Linked DNA regions of Danio rerio: region 2 is linked to region 1. A link is a contact called in public Micro-C data. All regions are on one chromosome and are shown on one strand. Each heading gives the region's core, a stretch centred on a gene start, on an enhancer-like site or on the middle of the called end of the contact. The rest is flanking DNA. Distances are from core to core; before and after follow the strand shown. Region 1 overlaps tbcd (tubulin folding cofactor D). Region 2 holds the start of metrnla (meteorin like, glial cell differentiation regulator a).

Region 1 (7,239 bases), core at 2,538-5,037:
AGAAATCTGAAAAATATAGTTCATTTTAGTTGCTATGAGTAATCATTTTACTGGTTTTTAAATTAAATATTGTGATACAATATAGGCCTATATGACTCTACTTTCTTTTTTATATATATATATATATATATATATATATATATATATATATATATATACTTTTTTATGTTTTACTTATTAGTATAGTCTTGAAGGTTTAATTATAAAATAGACTACATTAAATAAAAAATATGTATACAAAGTTCTGTCATGAAACTGAAATATAGGACTGATAGATCCTGTCCAATCGGCTTCCCATGATATAATCAACAAAATGGCATATGTGATAAGTTGATGTCACTTCAGCAGCTAATGAGCTTGCTCCTCAACATTTATATACCTTATTGTCATGTGCTTTAACATACTGAAGCCAGTTTTCAGAGACCCCCCTCCACCCCAGCTCCACCTGTGTATAGATTTACTACTGGTGTTCTTAAGTGTTACGTTGTTGGCAGCAGCAATAGTAAAAGCAGCAGCAGCATAGCAGATCTCTTCTGCCAAAATCAAACATATCAACATTGCATAATCATATTCATAACTATACTTAGGCCCAATCTTAATTCTACCCTTTAGCCCTTTCTCTTACTATTTTGCCTGTTCCCGTGAAGGGGTTTCCAAATTATTTTTAGTTGAAGGCGTAGGGCTAAGGGGAAGGGGTGAAATAGCCCTTTGAATAAAGATTTTTCAGGACCACACCAAGGGGTCGAAACCAAGGCGTAAAAAAATTTCCCAGAATACACCAGCCACAACGGCAGAATAGTTACACCCGGAAATTAGGAAATCAACAAATTGGTATTTTTCGTCATTGCAATTTTTTACAACAAACAAACATGTTTTAATATATTCATAACCACGTTCGTGTTTTACTGTCATGTTAAAAAAAAAAAACGAAATTTTGTGATTTATAATACATAATCATAACTCCTGTATAGCAGTCCCACAACATTTTGACACTCGATGACACTTGAATACCCTGTCAGAAAAGTCTAGTGGCTGGAAATGGGATTTTATAGCGTCTGCTATAATGTTAATGTTGTTTTTGGTGTGTTTACATAGATGAATATGGCCACTGTGTAAATGCACAGTATTACAATCTTATTTCCACATTATATCATTATGATAACAATATACTGTACGCCTTCAGTGATTTCCTCAAAATAAATACCAAAAAAATAACACATCTGGGATAACTTTAGCAGTCGCGATCGTCTTATCTCATTCAAATCGCGATGACAAATGGTGATGTGTGCAGGTGCTGTAGTGCTGTCCCAATTCTTATGGCCCATTCACACGGGGCTTCAGCATCAACGTTTGACAAAGGGCATGTCTGAAGTTGGGGTTGAAGCGATCGTCTTAACATCCTCAGCCAATAAAATTAGTCAGCAATCGGCTACTGTCTGAGCTGATGCAATTGCATACAGCGATCTGATTGGCTGATGCTTCCATCAGCGCTTAAAAAGTTGAGCAAGTCCCAACTTCTGCAGCGAGCACCACCACTGAAGCGGCGCCGACGGCTCCACAATGCAGTTCGGCAACAACTGACGTTACCCATTCAAATTGAATGGGAAGCGTTGAAGCTGATGCCCCGAGTGAATGGGGCATTAGGGGTGAATTTCCCCTATACAGTGCCTTGCACTGTGAAGCCCTTCCCTTGTACACTCGTTTTTAAGGGCTGAGGGGAAGGGGTACAAAAATAGTATTGGGATTGAGCCTTAATTTCTCCAGAAGTTCTCATAACAGAACTGTGGTTAATATTATTGTGTTATTAAAAAAGAAATAACAACTTTAAATCCTACATGTCTATAACTATGGTTCAGAACAATAGTTATACTTTCGTTTTTTTACCTTTTGCAGTAAAAAGCAACAAAAATGGTTTTGCTCTGATGCATTTATTAAAGTATAAAGAACCAGAAGTGCCATAAAACAAAGAATCAAACTGTTAATTCAATAATTGAAGCATAAAAAGGTATACAAATACATTTAAATTGACAAATAAATAGACAATTAAATGTAATTATTTTAATTGTGTTTTTAAATGTCATTTAATAAAACAATCAAGTTAAAATTATTTTAAATGTGTAAATAAATAGGCAGTTTTATAACTGTTTATTTAATTCATGTTTTAAAATGCTCATTGATCAAGCCATAAAAATTATGTAATTAAATTACTTCAAATGCATTATAAATGCACATTTGAAATAGCATTTTAAAAAAGCATTTGGCAATTGATTCACTCTCTCTATTTGCCACTTGTTTTTTTTTTTTTTCTTCCTATGCCACGTTAAAAATAAAAAAATAAAAGTAAAAAAAAATGCCATTAGACAGTCCACACATGGGTGCAGCCAATTAGCTTTCGCCTCAAGTTTAGCAAAAACCTCTCGCTTGTAAATGTATTAAAAACTTTATAAAAAATAAACATTGATTTCACAGGCCAGGCTTACCTCAAATAGACAGAGAAAAGCATTTACCACATCTCTGTTTGCGATGCGTGCAGAAGACTGAATGTGTCAGCCATTGACACTACTTACATAATGTAATTAAATTTGGGAGGTGCACTTTTGCATTGAAGTTTCAGGAAACAGATACTTTCATTGCTTACAATTTGAGATGTAATCCAGTCGCTTGATTAATTATCTTTGACCTGTGGTGTTTTCTTTTTTTAACATACTTTAGAGAGACTGGAAACTCCCTGAACTGGAACGCAGCATCACAGGCCTTCCCTCACATCACACAGCTGCTGCGCCTTCCTCAGTACCAGTATCACACGCTTCTGGGTCTTTGTGTGTCTGTGGGAGGCCTCACCGAATCTACAGTAGGTCACACCACATAAACACAACCATTAAAACACAGTGGCCTCTTTTTTGCTTAAAGGAACACATTTTTTTTTCTGTCATTTACAATTGACAGTAAACAGTTGACTTTAACCATTTTTTAATCCATTTAGCGCATTTGTTGTTCTGGCAGGGTCACTTTTAGCTTAGCTTAGCATAATTAATTGAATTAGATTAGACCATTAGCATTTTCTTCCAAAAAAAAAAAAAAAAGATATATATATATATATATATAGATATATAAGATAAGATATATATATATATATATATATATATATATATATATATATATATATATATATATATATATATATATATATATATATATATATATATATAGCCTTATATACCCTAACCAGTCCAGTTAACCTAATTAACCTAGCTAAACATTTAAATGTCACTTTAATCTGTAAAGAAATGTTTTAAAAAATATGTAGTTAAATATAATTTACTGTCATCATGAAAAAAAAAATAGTTATTAGAAATGAGTTATTAAAACTATTATGTTTAGAAATTTATTTTAAAAAATCTTCTTTCCTTTAAACAGAAATTGGGTAAAAAAATAAAGGGGGGTTGCTAATAATTCAGGGGGGCTAATAACATCAACTATATATATATAGTATATTTTTGCATGCTGACAATTTTTTGTAAATATTTTATTGAAATTATACAGTTTGAATTATGATAATAGCTATTGTTGCTGACATGGCATACCCCATGGGTATGAATGATCTATATACTTATACAGAAATGCAATTTAAACAGTTTTACAGCATAACCATCAATCAGAATAATTATACAGTATGTGGCAAAGCAATGAGGTAGCAGCAATTGATCAATTACAATAAATTGCATGGTGATAAAAGACCCAGCAGTGACCAACAGAGGGAGCCGTCGCCGCTCTATCCTCCAGAGAGTCTGCCTATGGTGAGCGCGGTCAGGAGTTTGAATGCTTTAAGGGAAATTGACACTACTAGACCGTGTAGCTTTACTTTGCATTGCTTCATTTCAGATTTTCAAGAATTGCAACACAAAAGTGGTCTGTCGTTTTGGGTTTTGAAAAATAAGCTGGTGTTGAAACGCTCTGGTGTTTTTTAGAAAATGGCTGACATGTGTTTGAATAAACTGAAAAGCTGCCACAAATGTGAGCCTCTGCCCATCCTGGCCTCAAAGTGCACAGGGTGTAAACGGCTCAGACGCGAAAACCACAGCTCCTCCAGCGGGCCCGGCATTCACTCAAAACAAATTTAGCTGGAAGTGAGCGAGCACTGTTGGCACCTTGTCCCTTCACGCTTGTGCTCATGCTTTTGGTGGTGACTGAGGGCCCCTGGAGGGATCTTCTGCTCATCAGCTTGATCTTTCCATTCCCTTTTGTCTTTTATCTGGAATGCTGATTTCTTCCTGTACTTTTTTTATTATTATTATTCCTTTTTTTGTTTGTTTGAGGTTCATTTTCTGATTATACACTACTGTTTAAAACTTTGTGGATGGTGAGTTTTTTTTTTTTTTTTTCTTTTTTCATATTTCTGAAAGTCTCTTACTATATGCTCACCAAGACTGCAGGTTTCTGATCAAAATATAGAAAGAGCAGTGAAATTCGTACATTTTATTACAATTTGAATCAAATTCTTCTTCACGTGACAGAGATGGCAGCACTGGTATTGTCTATCTATGGTTCACTTACTTACTCCCAGGGTCATTTTTGTATATCGAAGTTGATATTCAGCTGCACCATATTGGTGTTTTGTTACATCGTTTTTATGTAGTGAGCTGTTAGCCCAATGTTCAACCCCCAATCTGGAACACCGGGACATACACACATACACTACAGACTATGTAGCTTACCCTTTTCACCCATTCTGCATGTCTTTGGACTGTAGGGGAAACTGGAGCACCTGGAGGGACCCCACGCCAACAAGGGGGGAACATGTAAACACCTATCTAGGGTTTAAAATAAATAAATCAATTTAATAATGGATAAACACATTTACATATTTCATTTACTCATTCAGTTTCTTTTCGGCTTAGTCCCTTTATTAATCTGAGGTTGCCACAGCTGAATGAACTGCCTTCATATATATATCCAAAGAGTTTTTAAGTACATATTATTTCTATTTTCTTTTTTCATCTCTCAAACCATGAAAATATTTTAGTTGTGGCTTTAACTTTAACCAGTATATATATGTACACATATATATGTATATATATATATATATATATATATATATATATATATATATATATATATATATATATATATATATATATATATATATATATATATATATATATATATATAAATATATATATATATATATATATATATATAAATGTATATGTATATATATACATTATTATATATATATATATATATATATATATATATATATATATATATATATATATATATATACATTTATATATACATATACATATATATATATATATATATATATATATATATATATATATATATATATATATATATATATATATATATATATATAGGTTAAAGTTAAAGCCACAACTAAAATATTTTCATGGTTTCAGAGATGAAAAAAGAAAATAGAAATAATAAGTACTTAAAAACTCTTTGGATAACTATATATAAAAAAGTTTTCAAATGTATCACCTACTTAGCATTTTAGGCTCCATGCCTTTGCTCCAATGGCTGCTGGGACTTCACCCTTGACTTTAATTTAAAGCCATTTAGTTATTTATAGCCTCAACTGTTTGTTGATGAAGAAAAATAATAATGTCGGGGGTTTTAACGGGAGCTTTGAGCATAGTAAATGTCAACTCATCTGCCAGTTGGACCTATAAATGAGTCGGTGGAGCTTTCCTCCTCTCTCTCCTTTGACTGGAGCCACAGCAGAGGTTACGCTCTCACCTTCAGCCTAAAACCGTATGATTTCTCGGTGCCAAAACTGCTGGATAAATGAGCGGTTCTCACAGATTCGATGCTGAATGATGGAGCTTCTCTGTGAAGCTCAGCTCCCTCTGGGCCGCACAGCGCAGTTGAAACCGTACATAATCAGGCTTCATCTGACCCCTTACACACATTAATACACCACTATGAGAGAAGTTTGTGTTATGGATAGATGTTTTAGATGGGAGAGAAAGTGCTGCTTTCTCTGCTGATTACTTCCTTTTTTCATAGTGAAAATAGAGGAACTTGCTGTCTCATGCATTACGCCATACATACTGTTTATGATTGTTATGTCCAAATCTGGATTAAACCTTGTGTACTGTTCAAATGTACTACCCTTTTCTTATGTTTTTCCCCCTTTGACTTCCATCCTTATGACATTTTTGATTGCAAAGCCATGCCAGCATAATCATGCATTCTTCATTTTGGTGGTATTCCTGATTGGGAAGAGGTCAAATGTGTATTTTTAATGTTGATCATCAGTTGGCAGCATTAGGCCTGTATACAAAAAAAAAAAAAAAAAAAAAAAAGTTTTTGGCTTGTGTATGCAGTTTTATGGAGTAAAAAGGCAGATTATAGTTTGTGCAGAAATACACAGAAAACTGAGCTGCTTATTTTGAGTTTCTCTGACATATTAAGATAAATGTGCAAACAGCTACTCTGCAACTGATGATAAAAATAAAAAATAGCATTTTGTCCTTATTCCAACAGTGAAAACCAGCAACAATCAAGAATGCATGATTTTATGGTGTCATGGCTTTGAAAAAAAAAGTCATTATAATGAAAGTAAATAGGACAAAAACAGTTATGAACTAAACGAAAGGCAGGTAAATTTGTGTTTGTTTTTTCAAAGCATTTTCTCAAAATATGGTTAAAGTCTTAACATAGAGCAGATTTTTTCAGCACATGTCTAAACATAATAGTTTTAATAACTCATCTCTAATGGTTGATATATTTTATCAAAGACACTCATGATGACAGTACATAATATTTGACTGGATATTTTTCAAGAGACTTCTATACAGCTTAAAGTGACATTTATAGGCTTAACTATGTTAATTAGGTTAACTAGGCAGGTTTTTGTATAACGATGTTTTGTTCTGTAGACTATTGGAAAAAAATAGCTTAAAGGGGCTAATAATTTTGTCCTTAATTTTTTTTTTTTTTTTAATTAAAACTGCTTTTATTCTTGCTGAATTAAAACAATTAAGACTTTATGCTGAAGAAAGATAATGATCAGATATACAGTGAAAATTTCCTTGCTCTGTTAAACGTCATTTGGAAAATATTTAAAAAAGAAAGAAAAGTCAAAGGGGGACTAATAATTCTGACTTTATCTGTATGTGTCAAAATATGATATCACCAAAAATACTTCCCTTTGGTAAAACTGTTGTAAAAAAAGTTTGGTAAAAAAATTGTGGCCAAATTAAAACTCATAAA
Region 2 (7,239 bases), core at 2,308-4,807, 150 kb after region 1:
AAAACAGGTTGCCAGATTAGAAAAAAAAACATATCAGTACGGCCTCTTACACTATATCATTTTTTTTTTTTTCTTAAGTCAGGTGGTGTAGGGGTTCCATAAGCCATTACTTAAAGGTTGGAGAAAGTTTTTCCTTCCATTTCAGCAATATTAAACTTCTAGCTAAAGCGTAGCAAAGGCAATCACATTTATCTTGCTTTTGTTAAAACATAAGGACTGTGGTGTGATCCCAAAAATTGAAATTATGGCCTCAGGTTCTATATAGGTATTTATTGTGTCCGAGAGAAATTTAAATATTAGCTACCAGATTTCCTTTAATTTTGAACAAGCCCAAAACATATGAGATAGAGTAGCTGGCTTAGTGTAACATCGGTCACATTATTAGGCTCTATATTTGGTTTAAATTTGGCTAGTTTCAGTTTTTCATACTTTGATTAAAAATAAAAAATAAAAAACTTGTGTATATTCATATGTATTCACGTATGTATTGCATGATGTGTGCATCAAAAAAAAAAAAAAAAAAAAAACGTACCAATTATGTGAGGCGTTCAGACTTTATGAAGTTATTCGCTTAATTTTATTTTTATTAGAAGATTAAAATAAAACTTTTTTTAACACTTAATAATAAGCACTTTTTGATGCATAAAGTATTTCCTCAACATTTAAAATAAAGAAATGTTGGGGGAAAAAAATGTATATTTAAAATACAAATTACATCAACATCATTAAAAAAAAAAAAAATCTGTTTAAAACTGTATTGTAACTATTACTTCACTTAGGTCAGATTGTCTGTTTTCTTGTACAGCTAGATGTTGAACTCATGAACAATATTTGTTAGTATTGGCCATTACTGATTAGCAGAAGTCACACTGAAGTGACAGCCAACAGAGGATTTTAGTTGGTTTTAAAGCCTTTTTTGATAGGTTATTTTCACAGTTTATGATGGCATTGCAGTCAAAATAAAGCAAATGAGCTCTTGTATGGGGCAAACTTTGGACCTCTGGCTTCTAATGCAGTGTTTATGGGTGGGACAGTAAATTTGACTTGGTTCTCTCTTCTGACTGGCGTTAATAGTCTCACTCATTGTTTCCCCTTTTTTGAAAGTCTTGATGACACTATTGTTTAGTTTTTTCTTTTATTATTTGAGCAACTAGCATTGTAACACAAATTATTTGATGTACTCTATTTGCTGCTCTCTAAGTTTAAGTACAATGATGGCAACGTCTGCTCCTGAGAAAGCCAAAAATTTGAAAGCAGTCCTTTATTGTGATAAAATAATTATAAATAAACCCACTGACCTGATAGAGAGTAAAAACTTTAGGATGTAGGTTTCAGCACTTCAGTGCAAGTAAGTAGGTAAGTTAAAGGTAGTTTGTTAAATAGTTTGCACATAATTGAGAATTCTATCATCATTCCCTTTCATGTCCCAATCCAGTTTGGTTATGTTTATTCTGTTAAACACAAAACAGAAAGTGCTCAGGAGTTGCTTAAATAATGTGTCGTGCTCTTTGGGTAAGGGATTTATCAGAATAAATGCCAAAAATCAGTCCAAGGCACGTTTTCGAGTTAAAAAATTATAAACATGTAACCATTGACTTTTATACCTTTTTTTTTCTTTAAAAGTTGACAGTTTATTTGGAAAAACTAAATTTATTATATTAAAACATCAGTAATGCTGAATGCATAATAGATAAAGATGGTCTAAATTTTATTCATTTTAATTCCCTAAATAGTAATTTAAAATTACTTGCATAAGACAATAAGCTTCCAGAGATGGGTTGCAGCTGGAAGGGCATCCGCTTCGTAAAACATGTGCTGGAAATAAGGCGGTTCATTCCGCTGTGGGGACCCCGGATTAATAAAGGAACTAAGCCAAAAAGAAAATGAATGAATGAAAGGATGAATGAACGAGTGAATGAATTATAAGGGGCATCACGGTGGTGCAGAGGGTAGCATGATCGCCTCACAGCAAGAAGGTCACTGGTTCAAGCCTCGACTGGGTAAGTCGGCATATCTGTGTGAAAGCTGCATGTTCTCCCCGAGTTCGTGGGTTTCCGCAGGGTGCTCGGGTTTCCCCCACAGTAAAAAGACATGACCATCCACTACATAAAACATATGCTGGATAAATTGGTTCATTCCGCTGTGGCAACCCCTGACTAATAAAGGGACTAAGCCGAAAATTTTTTTATTTCTTATAAGTAACTTATCTATCTAGAATATTATCCCCTGTTTCATTTTCTATCATATAATTATTTTAATGTGTAATTATAAAATTGAAAAACTTAATCAAACTCTCAAAATATCATCAATTGCTTACGTCATGGAGGCTAATTTATAAACAACTTCTCCCCACATAGTTTTCTTATTTGGAATAATGCCAATATCTTGTATAGAATTAAGTCACTATTCTTTCATTATTGGCTTAACAGCAGTCTGATATAGTTGCTAAATTATTTGATAATGAAGGAACAAAATTTACATTAAATTCCTATTACTTTACAAGAATTTATTATATTAATGTAACCATTACCTGATATGCTGCACAATAGCAGTGCATGTACATCAGCTCTTTCAGTTTGTCCTCCTAAACCTGAACAGGCCTCAGTCGGCTTTGTCTGTTTCTCTGGATTTAAGCCTAATAATCACAAAATGATCTATAATACTAAAAGAAGATATGTGAAGATACCATATGTTGTTTTTTACTGGAACATAGCTTTAACAATATAAACTGGACTCAAGTATGGTCATCAACTCATTTTCCCCCATTACAAATAAGGCTAAATAAATATAACTTAAATTACTTCATAAAATGTATCCTGAAAAATATATATTTCTACAACAATGGAAAATTTATATTAAATTAGAAAACTTTATTTCTTCGTTTATTTTGGTTTTGCCAATATACAAAACTTTTTCGATTAATTTTGAAACTTTTATTGCTTATAATATTTTGAAAACATTTTCCTTATCTTATAAATATGTGATTTGGGCTTTTTTTTTTTTTTTTTTTTTTTTTTTGTTAAAGATAACAAAGATTTTATTTATATGTAAATTTCACATACTCAAGTGTGCAAAAAGTAAACCTCTCAGAAAAGTGGTACTAGAAAAAGATTAAAATGTATATAAAAGTGATTTCGAAGTCTAAAAATAGAAAAGCATTTAATATATGCTCCTCCCTTAACATTGTTGCATAAAAAAATGTTTGTCATGCATTTTCTGGACTAAAATTGCATCATTAACCTTTGCTAACAAATAAAATTTGAATATTTATATGTTTTGAGCTTTCTTCAAAACATCTTTTGTGTTCAACACAATAAAGAATTCCAAAAAGTTTTTAAACCACTTGGGTGAGGGTGAGGACAGTTGTTAATATTTCAACATGAACTCATGCGCATGCGTCCTGCGTCGGTCAGCTGGCGATGATGCGCAGAGGAATCCGAGCTCAGAGAACTGCTAAAGAAACTCGCCTCCTCTCGAGTAATTTACAGGCGTTGAGTGCGCGTGCGCGATCTTCAAAGTTGAGCGAGCGGCTCTGCGCTCGGATTCCTAAGCTCTTCACTGCTGCTCAGTGTGCGCGACATGGACTGAGCGAACGAGCGCGCTTCTCGGACTTTCGGCTTTAGAAGCGCTTTTCGAGTAAATAACGGGCTAGAAAGCGAAGCGATACTAAAGAAAAACACGATGTAGAGAACATACCGATGCTGGACCTTTTGCTTTCACACCTGCACCGCAGAGTTGTATAGTATCTCGCTTGGGGAGAAGGAGACCGCGGTCGGACAAACATGCTCTCGCCGTTCTTGGCGTATTTGCTGTCGGTTGTGCTTCTGTGTCGGATTGCGCGCTCCCAGTACTCAAGTGATCAGTGCAGCTGGAGGGGCAGGTGAGACGCTCTTTAAACATCTATATTAATCCTTTTTTTACCCATTTAGAGTAAAATGCAGTTTCATTTAGTAAAAAGAAGATAGAGATTTAACTCCTTGAACTATTCAATGAGCGAATAGAAAGAGAGATAATGAATATTATGCTATTATTATTATTATTATTATTAATATTAATATTATATTAATATTATTATTAGTCTATGAACACCATTTTTAGCATTAAGGTGTGGAATATTTAGCTACTTTTAGTATTAGGGCCAGTTTTTTTTTTTTTTTTTTTGGTAAAGTGATATTGTTGAGCTTGTATGTACTATATTCTTTATTTGTCTTTCTATTTAGCTTAATTTTATGTAGCATACTCATTTACACTAGAAAACTAATCTATTAGTGATTTTATACTTGAATGATATGGAAATCCATGAAATTTCAAAGAAAGAACTAAGCAGTTTTTCTAACAACTTTTAGTTTAGTTTGTTTTTTGCTTGTATTTTAGTCACTAAAGGAAGGTGTAATATTATGGGGGTTTTTTTTTGCTTCTCAATTAAATGTGTGCTAATATATATTGAAATGTTCAAATATTTGACCTAATAAAAAAGATGGTAAGATAACTGTGCTGGAAAACAAAAATACAACATCTTGTGTTGAACATATCTGGCTTAACCTGAATTCAGAAGCTGTCTGAAGCAGTGATTTCATTTTTACTCACTGGTTTGTCCTAACCCAAGTTAACGACTCGCATATAATATGCAAATCATACTACTTTTTTGGGGGGTTGGTTTTATACAGTACAGTTTAACTAAATGAATGAGCCATTGCCTACACACTCAGGCACTGCATCATAAATGGAAAAACAAAACAAATTCTAGCAGCTTTTTTTGTATGGAGTCCTATTAGGTCAAGATGGCTTCCACATCCTTCATGCTTAAAGTTCTGAAAGATATTAAGCTACTGATTTCCCCACCACATTTCTTCATTGGTATTATTCCTCAGCAGTGGCTCAATTCCATCATCGAAAATTCCTCAAACATGACACATTTGGGGTCTCTGTGAAGTCTTTTTACAGTAATAATACAGTGACTGTTCAGCCATAATCTGGTGTTGATTTGCCAGGTCTGAGTTCAGCCTCTCATTACGGCCGAGCGGGATTTCAAATGCTCTTAATTAAAGAGGAGCCGTTATGAACGAGGGCACGGCAGCTTGCGGGTCTGCTCTGCACATGTGTCACCCCAGGCTCCACAGGAGTTTTGCTCCTCACCTCCTCATTCATTTTGGAAGAGTTGAATCTGGACCCTGCTTTTGCAGCAGGCCTTAATTTATCTCTAATTGAAGAACCGCTGGAGGGTTGAGAAGCAGATGGCTCATTTTCTGCCTAACTGACAGCGGGCCGCAGACTTGAGGCGCGGAAACCGCAGATGATGTCTAAAAAAGTAGTGGAGAGAGCCTTTTGTGTGGCCGGTGGACAGCGGCAGGACTGCTGCCCGGACATGCAGCTCCTCGTCTTTTTGAGGAGTTGAAAGGCGAGGGGAGGTTCGCTGCGTGACCTGCATTTGCACTTGCATGCTTCGGGTTCGGCTACTGTCTCTGCAGAGAGGCCTGTGTGTCCAAGGAACCATTGACTTAAGTTTAAAAAATCCTGCCCACGGCAAAATGCCAGTGGCTGGAGCTTGCCAAAACCTTGGAAATGAGAGATCAAGAGAAGGGGGGAAAATGAGAGACGGTTAATGTGTATGTGTGTGCGCACATGCCTGCACGTGACGGGTCATGCAGCAAGCCTTGCGCGTGGGTCTTAACACCTTGTTTGAAAAGACATTAACTTCATTCTTCCTGCTCTGAGAAAAGCCTTTCTTTCCTATGAGCTTCAGTTTTTGGACTCGAGTCTGGTGCAGACTGTTCACAACAATCGCCCTAATGTTTGAAGTTTCCTTTGCTGTGTTTCACAGAATAAAAGACCACTGAAGTAAATCCCTACAAAAGATCCAACCGACGTTATTTAGGTGCGAGTGTGGGATGCCGTCATTTTGCTACTAACCAATATGGGTTGATGTGTTTAAAGACAGTGTGAAATCAAAATGTGTAATGTCTATGTTACTAGCACAAATTGTTATTTTTAAAGAGAATAATTAATCTGTGCAAGTTGAAAACCTTGAAATATGTTTTTGTTTTGGTAATTTTGAATCAAAGTCTGACCATTTGCTTTCACATTTGAAGTGGCGGTCCTTCTCTTTTGACATTGCAGCTATGATTTTCTTAACCACACCCCTTTTTTTTAGTTTGCCATGAGGGAATGATGTGCAAAAAGAAAGCTCCACCCCACTTAATATTCCGTTTCAGTTGGAAGCACTTCAGCAAACTGAAATAAGTCAACTTCTGGTTTTCCTTCCAAAAAAAGTAAATAAATTTGAGCAGTTAATATTAGAATTGTGTTTGATGGCTGCTTTGTAAGGCTGTGCAATGTTAAAGAAAAATGCAATATGTAATAGCATGCTAAATGTTATATGTGATAGGATTATGTAACAGAATACACTACCTGACAGAAGTCTTGTCGTCAATCCCAGTTGTAAGAGCAACAAATAATAACTTGACTTCTAGTTGATCGTTTGGAAAAGTTGATCATTTTTCAGATGAACCATCTGTTGAACTGCATCCCAATCATCACAAATACTGCAGAAGTCCTACTGGAACCTGCATTGACCCAAGATTCTCAAAGAAATCAGTAAAGTTTGGTGAAGGAAAAATCATAGTTTGGGGTTAGATTCAGTATGGGGGTTTGCAAGAGATCTGCAGAGTGGATGTCCACATCAACAGCCTGAGCTATCAAGACATTTGTGCATTGCATTACAAACCACAGGAGAGGGCAAAGGATCAGCAGGATAGCGCTTCTTCTCATACTTCAGCCTCCACATCAAAGTTCCTGAAATCAAAGTAGGTCAAGGTGCTCCAGTATTGGCCAGGCCAGTCACCGGACATAAACATTATTAAGCATGTCAGGGGTAAGATGGAGAAGGCATTGAAGATGAATCCAAAAAACCTTGATGAACTCTGGGATTCCTCCTGGAACACTTTCTTTGCAATGACTTAAATAACATATTAATAAAGTCATTTGGAACGGCAGAGATGTATGGATGCAGTCCTCCAAGATCATGGGAGTCATACACAATATTGTATAATAACTTATATAAGTATTAATAATTAATATTAATAATTGTATAAGAATAATTACTTTTTCCATAGCACTATGACTTTATACTGTACAATATTTCTGTTAAGTGATAAGACTTTTACGCAAAGTTACACCTTTTGTCCTAATGTAATAATTAAAAATCAAGGCATGGTCATATTTTATTTTGGTAAAATAAGC

The links. A called contact is a pair of places that touch in the nucleus more often than the background predicts.
Region 2: a Micro-C map of caudal fin shows a contact between it and region 1, with 5 times the contacts expected there. The contact joins the promoter of metrnla here to the enhancer-like site in region 1. A contact is called at or near these places in 2 of 18 Hi-C or Micro-C datasets (caudal fin and an unstated tissue) and 1 of 4 datasets of contacts at active chromatin or transcription factors (caudal fin).

The regions. Positions count from the first base shown.
Region 1 is chr3:49,401,469-49,408,707 of GRCz12tu, forward strand. It overlaps tbcd (tubulin folding cofactor D), which reads left to right. Exons shown (of 39, transcript XM_073944965.1): 32 at 2,713-2,851. Among named protein-coding and RNA genes, the nearest start is that of znf750, 55 kb to the left of the region's middle. Within about 2 kb of position 3,788, at least 8 of the 62 cell types and tissues checked have an H3K27ac peak or open chromatin away from gene starts, as enhancers often do. A contact at or near this core is called in caudal fin, where this site is marked.
Region 2 is chr3:49,551,525-49,558,763 of GRCz12tu, forward strand. metrnla (meteorin like, glial cell differentiation regulator a) reads left to right here and starts at 3,558. Exons shown (of 4, transcript NM_212985.1): 1 at 3,558-3,880. The coding sequence starts at 3,783.